Regions from separate parts of the Pan troglodytes genome. Here all the other regions are linked to region 1. The links are chromatin contacts, called in public HiChIP or PLAC-seq maps. All regions are on one chromosome and are shown on one strand. Each heading gives the region's core, a stretch centred on a gene start, on an enhancer-like site or on the middle of the called end of the contact. The rest is flanking DNA. Distances are from core to core; before and after follow the strand shown. Region 1 holds the start of NEK5 (NIMA related kinase 5). Region 2 holds the start of INTS6 (integrator complex subunit 6). Region 3 holds the start of WDFY2 (WD repeat and FYVE domain containing 2).

What was found. HiChIP or PLAC-seq counts read pairs in DNA pulled down with a chosen protein or histone mark.
Region 2: an H3K4me3 HiChIP or PLAC-seq map of stem cell-derived excitatory neurons shows a contact between it and region 1, with 6 times the contacts expected there. The contact joins the promoter of INTS6 here to the promoter of NEK5 in region 1. A contact is called at or near these places in 1 of 7 Hi-C or Micro-C datasets (stem cell-derived neural progenitor cells) and 1 of 1 datasets of contacts at active chromatin or transcription factors (stem cell-derived excitatory neurons).
Region 3: a contact with region 1 is called in an H3K4me3 HiChIP or PLAC-seq map of stem cell-derived excitatory neurons, with 4 times the contacts expected there. The contact joins the promoter of WDFY2 here to the promoter of NEK5 in region 1. A contact is called at or near these places in 1 of 7 Hi-C or Micro-C datasets (stem cell-derived neural progenitor cells) and 1 of 1 datasets of contacts at active chromatin or transcription factors (stem cell-derived excitatory neurons).

What each region holds. Positions count from the first base shown.
Region 1 is chr14:57,712,116-57,715,334 of NHGRI_mPanTro3-v2.0_pri, reverse strand. NEK5 (NIMA related kinase 5) reads left to right here and starts at 1,472. Exons shown (of 24, transcript XM_009427003.5): 1 at 1,472-1,560; 2 at 2,924-2,991; 3 at 3,082-3,219. The coding sequence starts at 3,104.
Region 2 is chr14:57,038,432-57,041,650 of NHGRI_mPanTro3-v2.0_pri, reverse strand. It overlaps INTS6 (integrator complex subunit 6), which reads left to right and starts at 1,501. Exons shown (of 18, transcript NM_001280238.1): 1 at 1,501-2,306; 2 at 2,666-2,743. The coding sequence starts at 2,196. It also overlaps the pseudogene LOC134808201.
Region 3 is chr14:57,169,942-57,173,160 of NHGRI_mPanTro3-v2.0_pri, reverse strand. It overlaps WDFY2 (WD repeat and FYVE domain containing 2), which reads right to left and starts at 1,745. Exons shown (of 12, transcript NM_001280241.1): 1 at 1,401-1,745. The coding sequence starts at 1,537.

The DNA.
Region 1 (3,219 bases), core at 223-2,722:
CTTTTCATTCCTATGTACTTATTTCTCAGCACTTACAGCCTTAAGAAAATGGAAGAGAATCAGTGTTAAACTTCATTGTAGCAAGAAGTTAGCATTCATGTATGGATACAGGAACTAACGGTGCATGGGAAGCCCATCCAGGTCTTAAAGAGATGAATTTTCAATACAATTTTATTTTTTATATTTAATAATTATCAGTATTGTGATACATTTTATTGTGATCAATTGTGTAGTACTAGTAATTTTAACAATTTAATCCAGAAAAAATAAAATTCTATGAGCAGGAAATATAAATTTCCATTTCTATACTTCTTTCAGCAGTATGATAGGATGATCAATAAGACTTTCAAGTATGAAAAAGATAACTGAGGTAAAATTCTATCAGGAAAGTAGAATGAAGATATGATTTAATGAAGCAAGTCTAAGAATTCTAGGGAGGAAATTTGGGTGTGGTCACTGACACATGTAATTAAACAAAAACAAGTAGATCATATACCTACTAATATTTTGAGGGAATTTCACTGCCAAAGAAACAAACATTGGATATTCCAACTGCTAAACAACTTTTGGACTCCTGCTACGGGCTGCATTCACCCCCGCCGCGGCCACCCCCAATTCACAGACTGAAATCTAACACCAATAACTAATAATGAGACTGTATTCGGAGACAGAGACTTTAAAGATGCAATTAGATCAAAATGAGGCCTTTAGTTCAGCCCTAATCCAACTTGACTAGAGTGCTTACAAGAAGAAGAAATTTTTTGTGGCGGGGACGGGGAGGGGGCGGCGGAGAGATGATTTTAAGAAGGAAAAGTAATGATGTAAACTTACGATTTTTAAGAGTTTTTTGTGGGGTTTTTGTGTGTGTGTGTGTGAGATGGACGATGGAGGGTACCATATTACTGTAGTGTTTCGATTCAATTGGATATATTTAACTTGCGTCATTATTTACAATTGCTGAAAATTAACATTTTTTTCAACTACTTAAACATTTTAGACAGCAGCTTGATGTGCAAATCCAGAATGAGGCAGGGTGGGATGGGCACTGGGCGTGCGTGCAGACGCTTGGGCAGCGCCGGTTTCGTTAGAAAGTCCCTTGGCAGGCCGCCGCTGTGGCCCAAAGAGTAGGAAGCCGTTCCAGTCTCACGTCCACCTTTTGGCAATATCTGAGACCTTGTACAAGAAACACTCTTCCTGTCTCAGTTTAGCTCATTTGTAAAACTGGGAGACTACTGCCTTGAGGGGTTGTAAAGAAAAGAGAGAACGTTTGCGAAGCGTCTGGTGCACCTTAAGCAAGAGCGGGGAGCGCTACTGTAGACTGCAAAGCAAAGGAATCCCGACCCAAGGCAACGGGACGGTTGCGGGGTGACTCTGCCGGGTCTCCAAACTCCCTGGCGCCTGACCCTGCCTCGAGGTGGCCTGGTCCCCAGGCCATTCCAGACCCGCGCCCCGCCCGCGTTTCCTTGCGCGGCTCCGCCCCGGCCGCAGGGAGGCGCAGCGGCCCTGGGAACCCGGATCCTTCCGGGACGCTTCGTTGGCCCCGCGGAGCCGGCGGAGCAGGTACGCTGCAGGGGCCGCCCTTAGTTCTTGCCCGGAGCCGCCACAGGGCTTCGGGAGCCGGGCAGGGTGGGGGAAAGGGATGGAGTCTCGGCCTGGGGCGGCGGGGGCGGCCCAGAAAAGGCCTAGCGTCCTGGGCTGTGTGGGTGTAGCGTCCAGGGCACGTCGGTCTCTATGGCAACGCTCCACACGCGGAGGTCGGGTACGGGTAAGCGTCTTGCCACCCACCCGCGGCCGCTTTTCCAGGGGCGGCCCTAGGGGAGAAGGAATTTTCCTAATTTGGGGGCTTCCACCCTTTGGTGCCACTTGGGCGGGAGGGTCGCGGGCCTCCCGAGGGCGAGTCACCCCCGGCCCCAAGTCCGTATGCGTCTCTCTCAGAACCCGATCCTCCGGTGTCTGCAGCCTCTCCTGGCTGCGGAGCTGGTTCCCAGCCCCCTGCAACCCAGTACCGACTTCCCACCCTGACATAAAATTATTCGAAAACAAGCCCCCTGCTCACCCCATTAACAACAACAACAAAACTGTATTATGCCCTAACTGTAGCATAAAGAGGAAATAGAAGGAAAGCAATAAGTAAGAAAGTACATATTTCAATCTGAAAATGCTTGGCACTACTACCCTTGGAAAATGTAGAGAAGTAGCCAGTAGCCGCGCCTGGGGAGTCGCCTGAACGTGACGGCAGCAAATGCAGATTGTTGGGTCTCCGGGACCAGGAGCAGCGTGGCCAGTGAAGCGCGTGGTTTTCCCAAATGGTGAACAATTCTTGGTAAACCTCCAAACCGAAGTGCAATCAAGCCTTGATTTACATGTAGTTGCATTCCTCGAAAAAAAAAGAAGCGTTCATTAAAACTGCAAAAATACTTAGCATTTCGATGTAAAATAGAGTTTGGTTCTAGCCACAAACGGATTTTTCCACGCACAGGAATGTATAGGAAGACTCTCCAAGATTGTAGGGCCGCGGGGTAATCCTTTATTGTGCGGGACTGTCTCTCGAATCGCAGAATCCTACCATCTCAGGCCCCAACCACCTGTAAACCTCATGCCTCTGAATCTTGGGGAAACAGCTTCCCCACCCCCATATATTTCCAGAATTCCCCCTAGGGGGCAGTACGTCCCCACTAAGAAAGGCTGAACTATAAAAGTGCACAAGCCTAAGGACATTCCTGCTTTATAAACGTGCGAAACACCGGATATAGTATCTTTCATTCTCAGAACAAACTTGCAAAACAGGTATTGTTATTCCATTTTAGAAATTAGGAAAGTGAGGTTTTGCCAGGTTAAGTGACTTACCCGAGAATACAGGGCAAAAGTGTATCAAAGCTGAGCTATGACCCGTGTCTGACCAAGAAACTCTGTCTCATTTCAGTTATCTGTGGCCACAAGGAAAGTTATTTGTCTCTGTCTTGGCAAGGCTGGGAGGAAAGTTTTAGCTAAGTGAGTTCTTTTACACTTTAGTCATCAGTTTTCTGACTTTGTTAGTCTTTATGAGACGTGTGTGATAAATTTACATTACTCTAATTCCAGGAACCTCAGCCCATTGGAGACCATGGATAAGTACGATGTGATTAAGGCCATCGGGCAAGGTGCCTTCGGGAAAGCATACTTAGCTAAAGGGAAATCAGATAGCAAGCACTGTGTCATAAAAGAGATCAATTTTGAAAA
Region 2 (3,219 bases), core at 252-2,751, 670 kb after region 1:
AACATAAGCTCTTTGAAGACAGGGACCACATTTTATTTATTTTTTATATGCACCACACCTAATACACAGTACATCCTCAGCAAGTACTGGCTGTAAAGCCTATATTCCATGCTCTTATTTTGTAGTCCAAATCTCTTTAAAAATCACACTTCTTCTATTGTTCATACTCATAGAAGAGCATATTACTCAAATAGCTCTGCTATAAATTAACAGTAAGTTTCAGAAGTTATACCAAGTCACGAGACTCAGATTTTTAAAAAGTGCCACAAAGTGTCTCTTCTGTGTCAATGTTAATAGAACCCTTTCTTTAAATGATCAGTAGGCAATTTAAGAATTTCCGGATAAAGAACAAACTCTGGAAAAACAAAGCTAGTGGGAGAGGCCCTGTAAATACCTACCTAGTCTTACAAGGGCTGTCTCTAACTCAGCTTGTATTTTAGGCAGCGTCTTCAGTTTTTCAACTAATGTGTTTGAGAAAACTGTTTTCCTCGGACATGCAGGCGTGGACTCCTTACTTCAGGTAAGGTGACAGCAGCTTGACAGAGAGTGCCTTCCCTCCCACGGCATTTGGGACGAGGCTGAAGGAAAGACACAGGCGGGGTTACGGGAAACCCATTCTCTGCGCCATCTGGGCAAGCTGAAGTCAGTTTTTCCGCTTTCTCACGAGGTAATGGATTATCATGGGCTCAGGTACCCTTCAGCTCTGAAACAGGTATTCTATGGCTCTAAGTAAACACGGCAAGAGACAGGTTATTTCTTTGGTAAGATCAGTTGTATTTCCCAGAGAATAAAACGGGCAACAAACCATTTATCGATATGTGAGTCTTCCCCTAGGCCCTATTTGGGGTTGGATAAAGAAAAAGAGGGTTTGCTTCCTTTTTGGCGGGTCCTCCAATGACAGGGCTCCTGGCCCGCTGCGGGTCCAACTCCCACCTCTCGTGGCTCCCCCGAGGCCGAGGGAGGCTCCGTGCGAGGACAGCCCCTCAACCGCACTCCCCAGAGGGAGCGCTGTGACTCGCGGAGGAGATTAGTCCCCGGTCATAAACAACCTCTCACTTCCCCTCCCCCGCCCGCGCCCGCTCGCGCCCGCCCGCGCCGGGGCGGCCCTCCGAGGCCCAGGAACCTCCTCCGGCGCCCGCGAGGCCCCGAGTCCTCCTCCGGAGGGCGGCTGCGGGCCTGCCCTCTTCTCCTAACCAGCTGTTTGTCCACTTTACTCAACCTTTCTTACTCGTCCACGCTACGGCCACCTCACAGGGGCAGCTGACGCCAGCCCCTTTTTCCCTCCCCTCGACCCCTATCACCTCCAACAGCCAAGGAGAGGCCAGCGGCCCTGACGCGCAGGCTCACCGCCGCGGCCGCCCCGCGCGCGCGGACGCGGCCCCCGCCCCCACCTCGCGGTCCTTCCGCAGTCCGGCCCCGCCCCTTCCCGAAGCCCGCCTCCGGGTCGGCCCGCCCGCCCGCTCGCGCGCACCCGACGCCCCACCTCTGCGCGTGCTCAATAACTGTCCCCGGAGCCGGCCTACAAGCTTCCCCCGCCCCTGAGCTGTTTAAATATGCTAATGAGAGGATAGGTCCTGACCAGTAGAACGGCGAGGCGGTGTATCACGTGGCTCGGGGACGTGTCAGGGGCGGAGCCTCCGCAGCCCCTGCCCGAGTTAAAACCGGAGTGTGAGAGAGAAAAGCGCTTCAGTAGCGAGAGGGGCTGAGAAAGTGGTGACACCGCCGGGGTGCGGAGGGAGTCCCTGAAACTTCTCCCAACAGCCCCAAGGCCAATCTCCCCTCAGCCCACTCCCCTCTTCGCCAGCTCCCAGGTCCCCACTCCCTGTACCGGGGGTGGGGTGGGGAGCCAGGCCCGTCTCCCGCTGGGACACACACAGGGGCCGGGAGCGGGGACGGGACCCCCGAGGCGGGGGGGACGAACCGACAGACAGACGGCTGGGCGCCCGCCCCAGCGGGCAGGCAGGCAGGAGGAGGCGGAGGCGGGGGTACGACGGGGAGCACTGGGTCTGGGGAGTTTCCTCTCAACTATCGGGGGAGAAACTCCCCGCAGCCGGAGGAAAGACCCAGACAGTGTTTTCCTCCCGGGGGCCGTGCTCCCCCGCCCCGCGTAGCGGCGGTCGCCGCCACCGGCGCCTCCACCTCTACCATCTCCTCTTTCTCCACCACCTCGGGCCCCGGTGTCCCCGGCCAGCACTATGCCCATCTTACTGTTCCTGATAGACACGTCTGCCTCTATGAACCAGCGCAGCCATCTGGGCACCACCTACCTGGACACGGCCAAAGGCGCGGTAGAGACCTTCATGAAGGTACCGACTGACCGAGCCCGGGCGGCGACCCCGGCCCGGCGGCCCACGGGCGGCAGGGTGGGGGAGGGCGGCCGGGGCGGGGGTGTCGGGGACCTGACTGCGGGAGCTGCCGGGCTCGGGGACCCCCTCCCCCACCGCGCGGGCGGGCGGGCGCTGCGAGCCGGGTTCGGCCGGGGCCCGGGCTCCGGCCCCGGGCGGTGTGTGGGGAGCGATCTGTGTGTGGGGGACGGCGTGGAGGGGTGGCCGCTGCGCGTGCGGTACTGTGGGGGCGGCGGGGCCGCTGGGCGCCCCTTCTCCGCCTCGTAACCTCGCCTCTGTGCTTCCCTGTCGCCCGCCCTGTTCCTCCTCCCGTCCCGCAGCTCCGTGCCCGGGACCCTGCCAGCAGAGGAGACAGGTATATGCTGGTCACTTTCGAAGAGCCGCCCTATGCTATCAAGGTAACAGCCCTCGCCCTCCCCCTTTCCTCCCTTCCCTTCCCTGTTCCTTCCTCGCTCGCCCTCCCCGCCCCCCCATTCACCCTTCATTATGCTCCCCTCCCCCACCCGCTGCGCTCCCAGCCGCTGAGGTCTCTTCCCTGCGGGCTCCCACCCCCTCCCCCGCTCGGCAGCGTCCTAGCGCGGCGCGGAGTCGCGGGGCCACCGCCGTCCCCTCCCGGCCCGGCCCGGCAGCGGCGGCGGCGGCGGCGGCGGCGCTGCTACCAACATGGCCGACATTTCCCCTCCGCGGCGTGAGCGGCAGCAATGAACTGTGGGGGATATTTATTCAAGTTAGCCGGAGTGACAGCCGGGCCCGGCCGCGCACAGCCCCGGTTTGCATTAAAGGGGAATCGGCCCGGCCGGCCCGGAAGCCAGATGCGGGGCTGCCAGGGTTGGTCTTGTCAGATTCGTCCTAAGAGGGCCGGTGGGACAGCTGC
Region 3 (3,219 bases), core at 496-2,995, 540 kb after region 1:
GTGCCAAAGAATTTCTAAGTCCAGAAGCAGTCTTTTTAACAAAATTTTGCCTTTATGGAAAAAATCAAACTTTCTCATAAGGCTTCTCTGTGAATTTCAAAAGGGTCCTACATCCATGTACTCCATTTCAGCCATGAATTTCTTCTGTTCGTTGCAGAATGCTTGCCACTGGTGTATGTTTACAATGTTTTTCATTGGATCTGCATAGGAAATTAATCAGGCGCCATTTGTATTGAGCATGATGTAGACAAGAACATGTCATTAATATACTCATCCTAGTTATACTGAAGAACCTAAGACATGAACAAACCTATCGAGCTCAATTGTTGAGGCCACACACTATGCTAAGTGCGGAAATGACTATAAAGACAGCAATGAGCACTTTGTTGCTCAGCCTCTCAATTTTGAGTCACCAAGAAAGGATACTTTACCTCTGCATGATTTGAACTTATATTAAGAAAACCTACTTACTGTAAAATCCCCGTGTTATGTACCTCTACAGTGTTCTTTTGTAAGAATGCTTACATAGATTTTAGCAAAGAAACAATTTCAGATAAATTATCATAATACTATCTTCAAGCAACATTACTCTAGAAATTAGCTTCATCAGCTTTATTCCTGCATATTCAAGGAAATTCAGTTAAAGCGAAAACGCAAAACAGAGAGAATATTTGAAGGCAGAACAACTAGTTCCACTTCTGCAAATTAAGCAAAATTAAGCAAAAATAAAGGAAACAGGCAAAGGGAAGGAACTCAAGAGCTATTTGCAGCAGTGATCCGTTACAAGTTCTACGCGCTTCTCCTCGAGCTCCAAGAGATAAGGAGGGGAAAGGAAAGAAGGCACCACGCAGAAGCCTAAACTTACTCTTGGTACAACTTAGAATATTCACTGAATTCAGCCTAAGATGTCTGGGTTATCTGGATTCAGTAGGAACGTCTAGGAAGAAGGAGTGGCATTTGCTTTCTCCGTTTGAAACCCTGGGAGCTGTACAAGAGTACCCCAAACCCCTTGGTTATCTTGCAGAGGCGGCTCAGGGCATCGTTCCCCAAGCACACACCTGCAGAGCCGGGCGGCTCCTCCCCTCTTTCCTTCCTGTCCTCAGGGATGGACCAAAGTCCCTTCAGCGCACCGTTAGCCCGAGGGCCACCCGGCTCCCGCAGGCACTACCCAGCCCGGGGTGAAGCCGGAGCGCTTGCCGCCGTCCCGGCTCCGCTTCCCGGAGCCACACAGCGGAGGCGGCGCGCAGCTGGACACTGGCACCACCAGGATGCGCATTACAATAAAACTTGGGGTAGCAAGTCTACACTCGCGCCGACGTGGAGGCACAGCCCCTGACGCGGGCTCGAGGGCCGTCGGCCCGTCCCGCCCCTCCTCGCGGCCGAATGGCAGTAGTCCATACCTGTCCTCGGAGACGCTGATGACGCCCTCCTCTTTGGGCACGATCACGGCCATATTCACCACCTCCTGGGACCCCTCCATCCGCTGCAGCAGGATCGGCTTGCGGGTCAGAGGCTTGGGCTGGATCTCCGCCGCCATCGGAGGAGGGGGCGCGCCTGGGGCGCCGCCGCCAACCGCGCCGCGGGGCCGGGCTGAGGAGACTGCTGGAGCACGGACACAGGTTGAGACAGAGACGCTGGCTGGCCGGAGCGGAACGCCGGAAACCGGCGAGCATAGCCTGGCCGCCTCTCTCGGGAACGACTCCGCGCTCCCTGCTTCAGGCACCAAAACCGCCACGACCTGGGATGCAAGCCGGCGCCACTACCAGAGGAGGGGGCGGAGCGCCGGGGGGCGGAGCCTGTGTGGGCGGGGCCTGCCGCAGGGGGTAGCCGCTGGTGGGCGCGAGGGCGGCTCCACTTCCGGGAGGGTGGTGAAGGAGGAGGGGAAACCTGGAGCAGGAGGAGGGGAGACCTGGAGCAGGAGGCGGGGATCTGGTATCCCAATGCGCGTGCGTCAGTCCCGCAAGCCCATTTTCACCCCTCCCCTCCGCGACTCCCCGGGCGCTGCAGCACCACTAGGACGCATGCGCTTTCCGTTCCCCGCGGTCTTCTCTCTGCCTTCCACACCCAAGGTTTAGGCTCCTCCCTCTTTAACCTCCGGTGAACGCGCGTATACACACCCCTGGGGACGCGCTTGCCAGACGCCACGCCCCTTCGAAATTCCCTGAAAAGAGGGCGGAGGTGAGGCGGGGAAAGGAGCGCCTCAGCAAGACCGGAAAGAGAAGAGGCCTGCAGGAAGGAAAGCCGCCCAACTAGTTGGGACGTGACTGGGCATGCGCGCGGGCTACCTGGCCTAGCGGTCTTAACAATGAAGCGCGGCGGGAGGCCGCTTACTGCTCCCAACATGCGCCAGGCCCAGGCTGCCGCAGGGAACCCAGTGGCCTCCTGGGAGTCGTAGTTTCTTGAAGCCTCCGCCCCCTTGTCCTGGAATGACCTATCGCCCACTTCTCTGCGCTATGGGCCTGAGGAGCTCAGCGGCCTCCAGGGCCATTGGCCAAGTCAGGACCCAGACTTGCCTCTATGGGAACTGAGGGGCAGCCCCCAGCTGAGTAGGACGTCACCACTCCTAGGGTCAGACTGATGCTCGGAATAGTGGCACGGAAGGGACATGGAAAGGAGAGAATCTTTCATACAGACATCTTCAAGGGAGCTCAGAGATCATATGGGGTGTCTATCCCCTCGTTTTCTTAGATGGCTAAATTACACAGCCAAGGTTACTTTAGTGCAAAGTTAGGGCTAAACAACCCCTCCTTCCCTCCAGACTTGAACCCAGACCCGTAGTGCTGGCTTCTTTCCATTTCCCCAGCAATCCAGCCTTTTTAGCTTGCTCCAGACATAACGGACACAGTTACTGTAGTTACTGACTGAATGTTAGGTGCCTACCAGAAGGCCTGGCATGTGGGGTTGATCGTGAAGACTAAGCTCTGCTTTTTTATCTTGCCCAAATTCCTATCTAAGGGGTCTGGGGAGTCATGGCCTACAAAAACCATAAATTCTCATCAGATGGGTTTTGACCATGTATGTCATGACTTACTTTCCAGTCTGACTCTGGCGTAACAAGGAAGAAAATCAAAATGTTTTACCCCAAATTGTATTTCCTTGCCATGCCTTAAAATTGCCCTGCAAAGTCTCTTGTGGGAAAAATCCACATTCTATATCCCCTTTCCCCTTTGTTTTCCTTCCTTCCTTCCTACACCCAGGAGATAACCAACTAAGAGCCAG